Linked DNA regions of Arachis hypogaea: region 1 is linked to region 2. A link is a contact called in public Hi-C data. All regions are on one chromosome and are shown on one strand. The core of a region is the stretch at or near the end of the contact, and the rest is flanking DNA. Distances in the headings are between cores, read along the strand shown.

Evidence for each region. Hi-C and Micro-C count contacts between places; a contact is called where the count stands out from the background.
Region 1: a Hi-C map of leaf shows a contact between it and region 2, with 4 times the contacts expected there. The contact joins the promoter of LOC112710451 here to the enhancer-like site in region 2. A contact is called at or near these places in 2 of 8 Hi-C or Micro-C datasets (leaf and an unstated tissue).

The regions. Positions count from the first base shown.
Region 1 is chr9:13,413,654-13,418,536 of arahy.Tifrunner.gnm2.J5K5, forward strand. It overlaps LOC112710451 (phospholipid:diacylglycerol acyltransferase 1), which reads left to right and starts at 2,606. Exons shown (of 6, transcript XM_025762664.3): 1 at 2,606-3,482. The coding sequence starts at 2,995.
Region 2 is chr9:13,370,996-13,376,120 of arahy.Tifrunner.gnm2.J5K5, forward strand. No RefSeq gene overlaps it. Among protein-coding and RNA genes, the nearest start is that of LOC112710450, 5.6 kb to the left of the region's middle. Within about 2 kb of position 1,881, at least 1 of the 3 cell types and tissues checked has open chromatin away from gene starts, as enhancers often do.

The sequences.
Region 1 (4,883 bases), core at 1,356-3,855, 43 kb after region 2:
GTGGTATATCAAGATAGTTGCGTAGTTAGAATGTTCACAAGCGTTTTCCCCAATAGTTCGGCTAAGGTTGTAGAGCTTATGTAAACGTGAATAGCATATTCATCGTGCTATGTTTTGTAATTGGATACCCAATTGTTTCGGCTTCAAGTGAAATGATTTTGTTAATTTCTATCTTCTATTCTTCATTTAAAGTCTTAATCTTCAAATTTGAGCATTTAATTGATGTTGGTGCGGAGGTGTTGATTTTGTTCAACCGATTGGGTGATATTGTTCAACCATTCAGATGTTGGTTTTAATGGATGAAGAGTTAGCAGGATTGGTGTTAGAGTTAAAGGTAGTAAGCTGTATAGTGGTGAAAGTGGTGGTGGTGGTGGTGAAGAGAGAGAGAGAGGTAGTGATGGAGAAGGAGAAGAAGATGGAGAAGGAGGTGGGAGCAGTGGTGGTGGGTGGTGGGGTAGCGGAAAGGGAGAGAAGAGAAAGACCAAAAGAGAGTGAGAGATACGCCTCGGATGGAGAGGGTTTCTTTTGTTTGTTAATATTAGTTTTAATATTTTTTATTTTTATAAAAGGATAAAATTGTCCAAAAATATTGTTTATGGATAAAATGATGATTTTATAACGTTTTATAACGTATTTTAATAAAAAAAATTGGGGACAAAATTGATTTTGACCCCAAACGTTAAGGATAAAAAAAAATTATTACTATTATTATCTTAAAAAATAATAATAAAATATTTAAAAATATTTATTTACTTTTTGTTATTAAAAAATAATAATAAATACTATAATAATAATAATAATAATAATAATAATAATAATAATAATAATAATTAAACATTATTTATTTTTCATTACAAAATAATAACGATTTATTATTCTTATTAGAGAGTATTATTTTTTTATTATTAAAAAATATTAATAATTTATTATTAGTATCTTACACAGTATTTTATTATTATATTACTCATGCTAACAATTTTTTTCATCAAACTTAAACATCATAATACTGGCTAATAATAATAATAATAATAATAATAATAATAATAATAATAATAATAATAGTATTATTAATAGTAATAACGAAAATACTAATTACATTGTTTGTTAAAAGATAAATAAATAAAATCTAAATAAATATATTTATTTATCATAAAATTAAAAAAGAAAACTTATTTATTAAGGATAATCCTGGTACTCAATAATGTGATCTTTAGGTCTAATAAAATTACGAACCATTTTTTATTTAACAACTAAATAAAACTAAGCTTTTCACTCTTCTTCCTCCTACAACCTTTCTCACAAAACAACATTTTTCACTCTTGAGTAACTCCCTCATATAACACTCAATATTCTTCAGTAACTCTCTCTCGGTGTTTTGCATTTTAAACACCCCACAACACTCTTATCCAACAGGTGGCGTGCATGCAAGAGAAAAAATTGCCAAACGCAACCTGCGTTTTGGCTTGGCCAACTGCCAAACACAGCTTCCGTTTTTCGACTTTCAACACGGTCAACAAAGCAGGTCCGGTCTGCATGCAGGAGACGGAGACACGTTTCGAGCTCTCAATCTGCTTCCTTGCCAATCGAAAACCACTTTTCACAGGTTGTTATAGGTTGTTGCAGCTTTCTGATTTTAGTTTTATGCAAAACGTATGCAGGTGTCTCAACTTTTTCATTTCTGGTATGACAAAACATAACCTGTTTTGCAGGTTACTAACTTCAACACATCCACGACAGTAAAATACACGCCAAAATACAATATAGTTGCATATCTCCATTGTTACCTCCATTCTTAAATTAATTTCTGTGAAGTACATTAAATTATAAATATAATAAAATTTAAAATAAAAAACAGATAACAGACATAAAAATTAATAATTTATGTAAAAATTTGTTAATATTTTTAGTTTAAAATATTTATAACTTTTGAAAGAATTTATAATTTTTTAGAAGAAATGAAACAGTAAGAAGAAAATTTATGTATAATTTATTAATTCATAATATAATTATTTAATAAAATAATATAATTAATAGTCAATAAACTATAACTCAAATAATATAATTTTTTTATTTTTATCTATAAGTTTTGAGTTTGAATTTCACTCTTAATTTTAAAAAAATATAATTAATAAATGTTACAGTAAAAATCTTTATGTTTATTGCTCTTGTTAAACCATAAATCTCTAATCTCTTGTTAAATATTTAAATAGCTCCATATATATATATTTTGTATATAAAAATATTATATGTATATTAAGATTAATTATTTATTTAAAAATATAATATTTAATTTATTTTAAATATATATTTTATAAAAAAATTGAATTAGATTATCATGAAACAAACCAATAAAATCTTGCCAGGTTGTCAAATCTGGATTTTAGAAATAGATTCAGTGTTGTCAGTTGGCGCAGCCAATGACCACTCCTTCCCAGCTTCACGATAATAATAGATTTTTCTATTCTGCTCTCTTAAAAAAAACATAAAAAAATCAATTATATTATATACATATTTAAATTAATTATTAATATAAAATATATATTAAAAATAAAATAAATAATATATATTTATATATAAATACATAATAATTAATTTTAATGGCAGATTTGAAAAACAATAAATAAAAGAATAAAACACAAATAATTTGTGACCACTTTCCCTTCACTAATTCAGTGATGCTCTAACCACCAAACACGCTACTTCAATCTCTGCTTCAATCCCCCGCTCAAGTTCTCTGAAAAATAATTAAACCGTTTCTCCTTACAGAGTTGACCAAGCTTCCCAAACGGTTTCTTCATATTTCTTTTATTATTATTTAAACTAATTTCTGCTGAAAATTCAACTGCAGAGAAGAAAAACGCAATCTCATCCGTTTCTAATTTTCTATACTCTGAAAAGGGAAATTGAAACAAAAGAAAAAAAGGAAAATAAGAAAATAACTGATAAATTTTCTCGAGAAAGCTCTGGGCTAGAAACGAGTTTGGTAGTAAGAAAATGTCTTCAGTTCGACGGAGAAGAGGATCGGAAGCTCAGAGCAAAGAGATTCAAGCCGAAGAGAACAACAAAGAAGAAGAAGAAGAAGAAAAAGAACACGGAGAAGATGACAATGATAAGAACAAGAAGAAGAAGAAGATGAAAGATGAGAAGAGCAAGGAGAAACAAGAGAAGAAGAGGAAGTGGTCCTGCATCGATAGCTGTTGCTGGTTCGTAGGGTGCATTTGCACGGTGTGGTGGTTGATGCTGTTCTTGTACAAGCTGATGCCGGCTTCGCTGCCGCAGTATGTGACGGAAGCGATCACGGGGCCGTTGCCGGACCCGCCGGGGGTGAAGCTGAAGAAGGAGGGGCTCACGGCAAAGCATCCGGTGGTGTTCGTGCCCGGTATCGTCACCGGTGGGCTTGAGCTCTGGGAGGGACATCAGTGTGCTGAAGGACTCTTCAGGAAACGCTTGTGGGGTGGCACCTTTGGAGAAGTCTACAAGAGGTAATTTTTGTTTTCAGGCGCACTTTTATTTTGTGTTTTATATTTCAATACCTAACTTTTTGTTTATAAATAGCATAGTTATCTGGAATTTGGGTTGAAAAAGTATTGGTTTTTGGCTCTCTTTTTTTAACGATCTGTGAGTGAACTATAAAAATAGCATCCGTGACAAAATAAGGTAGTTTCATTCTGTTGGTAATTACTTTCTCACACAGTTGACACCAGCTGACATTGCTGAGAAGTTTTTGTTGTTTTGCTAGTAATAAAATCTTTGGAGTGCTGTTTTCACAAGTGTTATTTATTTATTGGTTTCTTATGGTATCCTCCGGTCTGACAAGCCAACGGATTGCTACATATACAAGATGAGATTCGAACCTTAGACACTTGTTTAAGTGGATGAGTGAGCTAACTAAATGTTATTTAGGCATGCTCTTTTCAAGGGCACAGGTTGACATGACCATGTTTTTCGGAACAGATTAAGCTGACTTAAGAGTTGTTTTATGTCTAATAGTCATACTTATATAGGTATCTAATGGAGAACTTTATGTATAAATGAGTGAGCAATTTAGGTACATGACTGATGAGTCCAGTGAACAAATTTTTATCCATTATTATTGACTACTACATCCATTCTTAATTGGAGAGAGAATGGAAAGACAGTGCAAGAGGATTTCAATCCTTGTTTGTGGTTGTGGATGTGACTTTTTTTTGTTTGGGTAGGTGGTTAATGATATATATAACACGGTTTGGTTGTGGAAAGTAATTGATGAGAGGTCCTTTTATGAGGGACGGGTCATTCTTACAACAGATGCTGGGAGGGTTGGTCAGAATCAAGAAAACAAGACAATGTTAATAGTACTTCTTTGTTTTCTGTTTCCATTAATGATGAGGATGTTGATTGAAAGTAACACTGAAATAATCGGAGACATCTAAGCATTGATGATATTTGGATTGTAAGATATTCAATGAACATGTGACTTCAATGCAGATTTTTGGATTTTGTCACTTTATTTCTGTTGGTGAAATCAGTCAATGAACAAAGGAATTAAAAGGGAATTTTCCGTTTATGGTCTTATTGACTGATTAGGAAATTGCCTTAAGATGATTAAACTTTTCCCTTTGAAGGTGGTGGTTGTTGGTTTTTCTTTTTTATATTAAATTATATTTATTTTAATTAACTTTTCATCCAAATATAAGTGTGTTTTCAAGATTGTGTCCTGTTAAATAATGTACCATCAGGTCACTGTTTTTCCTTTAAACTTCTTAGTTCAAACTCTTGCAAGGAATTCAGATATTTTCAGGTGCCTTTCCTTGTACCTCAAACTTTCATTAGCTATGCGTATGCCACAAAGAATCATTTAGGAAGAGAAATATTTAATTACCAGATTTTGAGGGTCAGCAAGG
Region 2 (5,125 bases), core at 631-3,130:
GTGTTCATAGCAATTGATAGCACTCTACATAAATATATACAGCACAAACAATTTTTTTTTGGTAACTAAAACTTTCTCAGGTATTTATGTACGGTGCCTATATAAATTTGTCTTATTTACTAAAAAGAGATAAAAATTAAAAGTAGTGCTAGAAAGTCAATGGTTTAAGTGTACAATGTGTACAATGGGCTATTGAGTTACAAAATGAGCATCACTCATATTATCCAGAATAATCATCCGTTTACTAGGATAATAAACATCTCAGGTCATGAAATCACTCATCCCAAAAGTTTAAACTGATTTTGGAGTTCACCAAGGATCGAACTCTTGACCTACTGATGGGAAAAGGTAACACTAATGATTATATCTCTAATACTCCTTAAACCTCTATTGTACACATTATACAAATATTTCATTGGCTCCTTATACTTTTTCAAAAATTAATATTTAAATTAAAAAATATAAAAGTAAATAATTTTTTAATATTTAAAACTTACCATAAAAGACAAATTCAGTAATTTCGATACCAAAATTATGGGCACCACAGAATTTGCCTTTATATCTGATCAACTATATTATTTGACAAAATTCTTAATACGAAATAAATTATCTTGGCTTAGTTTTAGTTGTTATATATAAAAACATCTGATACTTTATTTTGTAGTACCTAAAGCTCGAATAAATTGGTACAAATAGTTTCACATTAACTATTAACCTAAATAGTTTCTTGTAGAAATCAAGATTGTAATTTCAAATAGTTTTGTTTTGTTTGTTGGTAATTTTCTCAAGGGCAAGAAACAAATATCTTCTTTTCAAAGATATAATAATGGTCTACATTATTATCTTCACATAAATTGATTGATATGTGATCTTAATTGATATGTGCAAAAAGACATGCTCTTTCTTGACGTAGAAGAAAATTTTCATTCATAAATCAGCCTGAAGGTATTTATTAAAAAAATAAAAAATTGGATTTAATTTTAAACGGCAAAAAAGACATATTCTAATTAATTTTTCTTGTGGGGTTTTATTCACTTGCTGCATTTGTTTGAAATAATATCTCTGCACTTCTCTTTTGTTTTTTAAATTTTAGCGTAACTAGTACGTAAAAATTTTTAATATTCTATTAAACCATGAAAACCATTAACATATAGCTTTTAATAGCAGAAGATTAAGAATTGTGTAGAGTTTTCACACATAGAGATTTAGAATTTTTTTAAGATATTTGAGTTAGGACTTTATTTTTTAGACAAAATCTCTATTTCAAGTGGATATCAAAAATTTATTTTAGTTTATTTTGTTCATTTAAAATTATTTTTTGAATTAAATTTAAATAAAATTACAAATAAAATCTCAACTAACCATCCATGAATAAAAAAGTTATCTAATGTTTTAGTTTAAATTGATTAGCAGATTATAAGAATCTCTAATATTTTCAAGATAAATTGAAATTTGAATCAAAGATACTACATTGATTTGATTTCAATTAATATAAATAAGAGTTATTAACAACAAAATATCCATAGTTCAAATTTTTTATTTTTAAGATAAGATCATAGTTCTAAAAATCGAATTGATTAGTTGATTCAATTGAATTAATTGAAAATCGGTCATTAATCCAATTCGGTTAACTCTCTAAATTGTCAGATAAAAAAATCGGTCAAAATATCAGTCGAGCCGGCGTTAACCGGTGAATTGTTAAAATTAGTCGATTTTTTACAAGGTTTTCGGTTTAGACCCCCCCCCCCTCCCCTCCCCTTTTTCCCTCTAAAGTTCAAACGGCGCCGTTTTAAATTCTTAAAAAAAATTAATAAAAGAACCCTAAATCCCCAACGCTCCCAACCCCATTCCTCTCTTCTCTCTGAAACTGAACTGCAAATTTTAAATTGAAGGCACAAAGAACCCTAGCCCCCCAGGCCCCTAGCCACCGCGCCCCGCAGCCCCTAGAGCCACGCAACCACGCTTCATTGTCATCGCCGAACTCGTCTCCGCTAGGTAGGGGCGTCGCGTGCGGAAGCTCCGTCGCCGTCGCAGGAGCTGTGTCGCCGTTATAGGAAGATCTGTCACCATCCTTGGAAGCTGTGTCGCCATCGTAGGAAGCTTCCTCGCCGTCGTGTGGAAGCTCTGTGGCCGTCGTTGTCTCCTGTGTTCGAGCTCTCTCTCTCTGTGTTTGCCGGTGTCGCCGTCTCCTCTGTCATCGCCGTCACTCCCTTTCTTCCTCGCCGCCGGTAAGCACTGTGACTTGGATTTTGATAATACTGTGTTCGCCGGTGTCGCTGCCTCCTCCTCGTCTCCTCTGTGTTTGTTGGTTTTACTGTTAATAATTAAGTTGCTAATCTAGGGTTTGTCATTCTGAGTTACTGATTTTGTGAATTTGTTATTTTATTCTGAGTTGCCAATGTTTATGAAACTTGTGCTTATTTTGTTAAATTTTTTGGAAAGAATTTGTTATTGATCCTCTGACGTTTTGTGTTACTGATTTTGTGAATTTGTTATTTTATTTTGATTTGCCAATATTTATGAAACTGGAGTTGATTATAATGATACTCAGATTCTGAATTGCTCTTCTGTTGATTTTGGAGTCTGATTTCCGGACAGAATTTTTGTCGCTGTTGAATCCTTTTATCTTGGTTGATTGTAACCATTGTGAGTTGCTGTTTTTGTTTTTTGTTTTTTCTGTTGATTATAATGATTTTGAGTTATTTATTAGAATGATTTTGGAATAATTTGTTAATTTTTTGGATTGTCTGAGTTGTTGTTAATTATGATTTGTGATGAAGAGTTTCTTTATTTAGTTGAATTTTTTTTTTTTAATTTATTTATTTTGGTTTTAGAAAGTATGAAAAATTGAAACTGAGAGCATCTCAGTTCTATCGATAAAAGATTATAGGATGACTTTATATATTTAAAAAATTATATAAATTTTTTAATATTTTTATAATATTTAATTAAATCGATTAAATTTTGGTGAAATCTCGATCAAATCAGTAAATTGGTAACTTTACCGTGGTAACTTTACCGATTTATTGATCAGTCCGATTTTCATAACCTTAGATAAGATAAGATAACAAAATTACAATAAAGTCGAGTTTACATTATTATCTTTACCTAATAAATTGATTGAATTACCTAATAAATTGATTGTATATGTTCACAAATTATTCGTTACCTTTTTTTCTCTCACTCTATCTTCTAATTCGGCAAATCGAGACTCGAGAGTTAATCAGTCACAAATTGTTTGTTTCTTATCAGAAATTCAAACTTATCAATTAGACAATAATTAAAGACTGAACAATGAGATCAAGGCATCATTACAATACTAGGAATAAGGATATACTATTGCAAACTTTGGCCACCTTATACCCACAAAAGATAATGAAAAAGTCAAGGACTAAGAATCTACGAATAGCAAGAAGTTATCCATCAGATCGCAAAGGTTTCAAATTTACTACTTTAGAAATTTCTGATCAACAGAAAGAAAACGACTCAAACGATTTACCAGAGTGTCTTGCTGATCTTGTGATTCCAGGAGATATTCCAGATTTTGATTCTTTATTTTTTTTCCGATAAAAATAATAATTTGTTGGTAGATTTTTTCTTGAATATACCAATTTATTAGTTCATGTTACAACAAAGATATGTAAAAATAAAATTTTAAATATAAATCAATTGAAAATTTAATATTTGTATTTGTTCAAATTGAAAATCACAATGAAATTTTTTTTGTTATTTTAATTTTTATTTTAATCACGTTTCAATTCTTCTCCACCAATTATAATTACTCTGACCTTGTAAATTATGTGTCCAAGAATATTTTATTTTTTAAATAGTTTGAAAATTTCAACAATACCAGATAAACAATAAAGTGATGAACTTCATGCAACAATTACTGAGAATTTATTTAACAATGGAGTATTTTGACATTCCATTCATATGGACATATAGTCTAACACTGTAGCGCATGTATAGACACCACTTTAATTCCAAACCACTCTCTTATTTTAAATAATTGATTTAAAAATATTACATAAAATATTATTTTAAGTCAATATTTAATCCATAAACCTAGTTACGAAGAAGGTGGACAATAATCTCTTAATTTATATTCATATGTACAAATATTTACATACAAAAAATATATAATTTATATTTATATATTTTTAAAATTTATACAAATAAATTAATAAAATTTATCATAATTTAATATTTATGATACTAAATAATTATCAAAATTATTAAAAATTGTTGACCTCTGAAATTTGTGTAATTGATCCGTCCATTATAGCTTGAATATTATTTGCATTCGTAATCCAAACAAAAATTTTAACACTGCTACTTTTTTTGTTTAAGATTATCTCACCGCACACCCTAACAAACCTTGTTAATTTTATAAAGTTCATCGTGCTTCCACTAAATTTTACTTCGAATTCTTTCGTAAATAATTAGCTGACTCAAATTTTTAAGTTTGACAACGAATAATGACAAATTGACAATTGTTATAATCAATTTTAAAGTATATAAAGAAGTACACAAGAGTATTCACAAATAAACTGTTTTTTTTTAAATAATGATTTTTTTAATTTATAATAAAAAATATTATTAAATATGATTTTTTAATTTTTAATTTATATTATTTTCTTTTAAATGATTGTTTCTTTTGTAATGAATATGTTATGCATATTTAGTTTGAAAGTTAGATTATGTTGAATCATATTAGATTATATTGAATTGCGTTATATTATGTTAGATTGATTTAATTTATAATTGTTATGGGGCATTGGGGTGGAAGAGAGTACCTGCCCTGGCATCTCTAATTCTAATAACAGATTATTAAAGATTGTGTAGGGCATTTCGTATAGAGATTATTTTGTGACCAAATCTATTTTTGAGTGGATATCAAAACCTTATTTCAATTTATTTTGTTCATTTAAAATGATTTTTTATTTAAATTTAATTAAAATTACAAATAAAATCTCAAACCATCGATAAACAAAAGAGATATCTACTTGCTGTGTTAATTTAAATTGATTAGCAAGATCATAGAGATATCTAATATTTTTAAGATATACTGAAATTTAAATCAAAGATACAAGTCTGATTGTTTTTAGTTAATAACTTAATATAA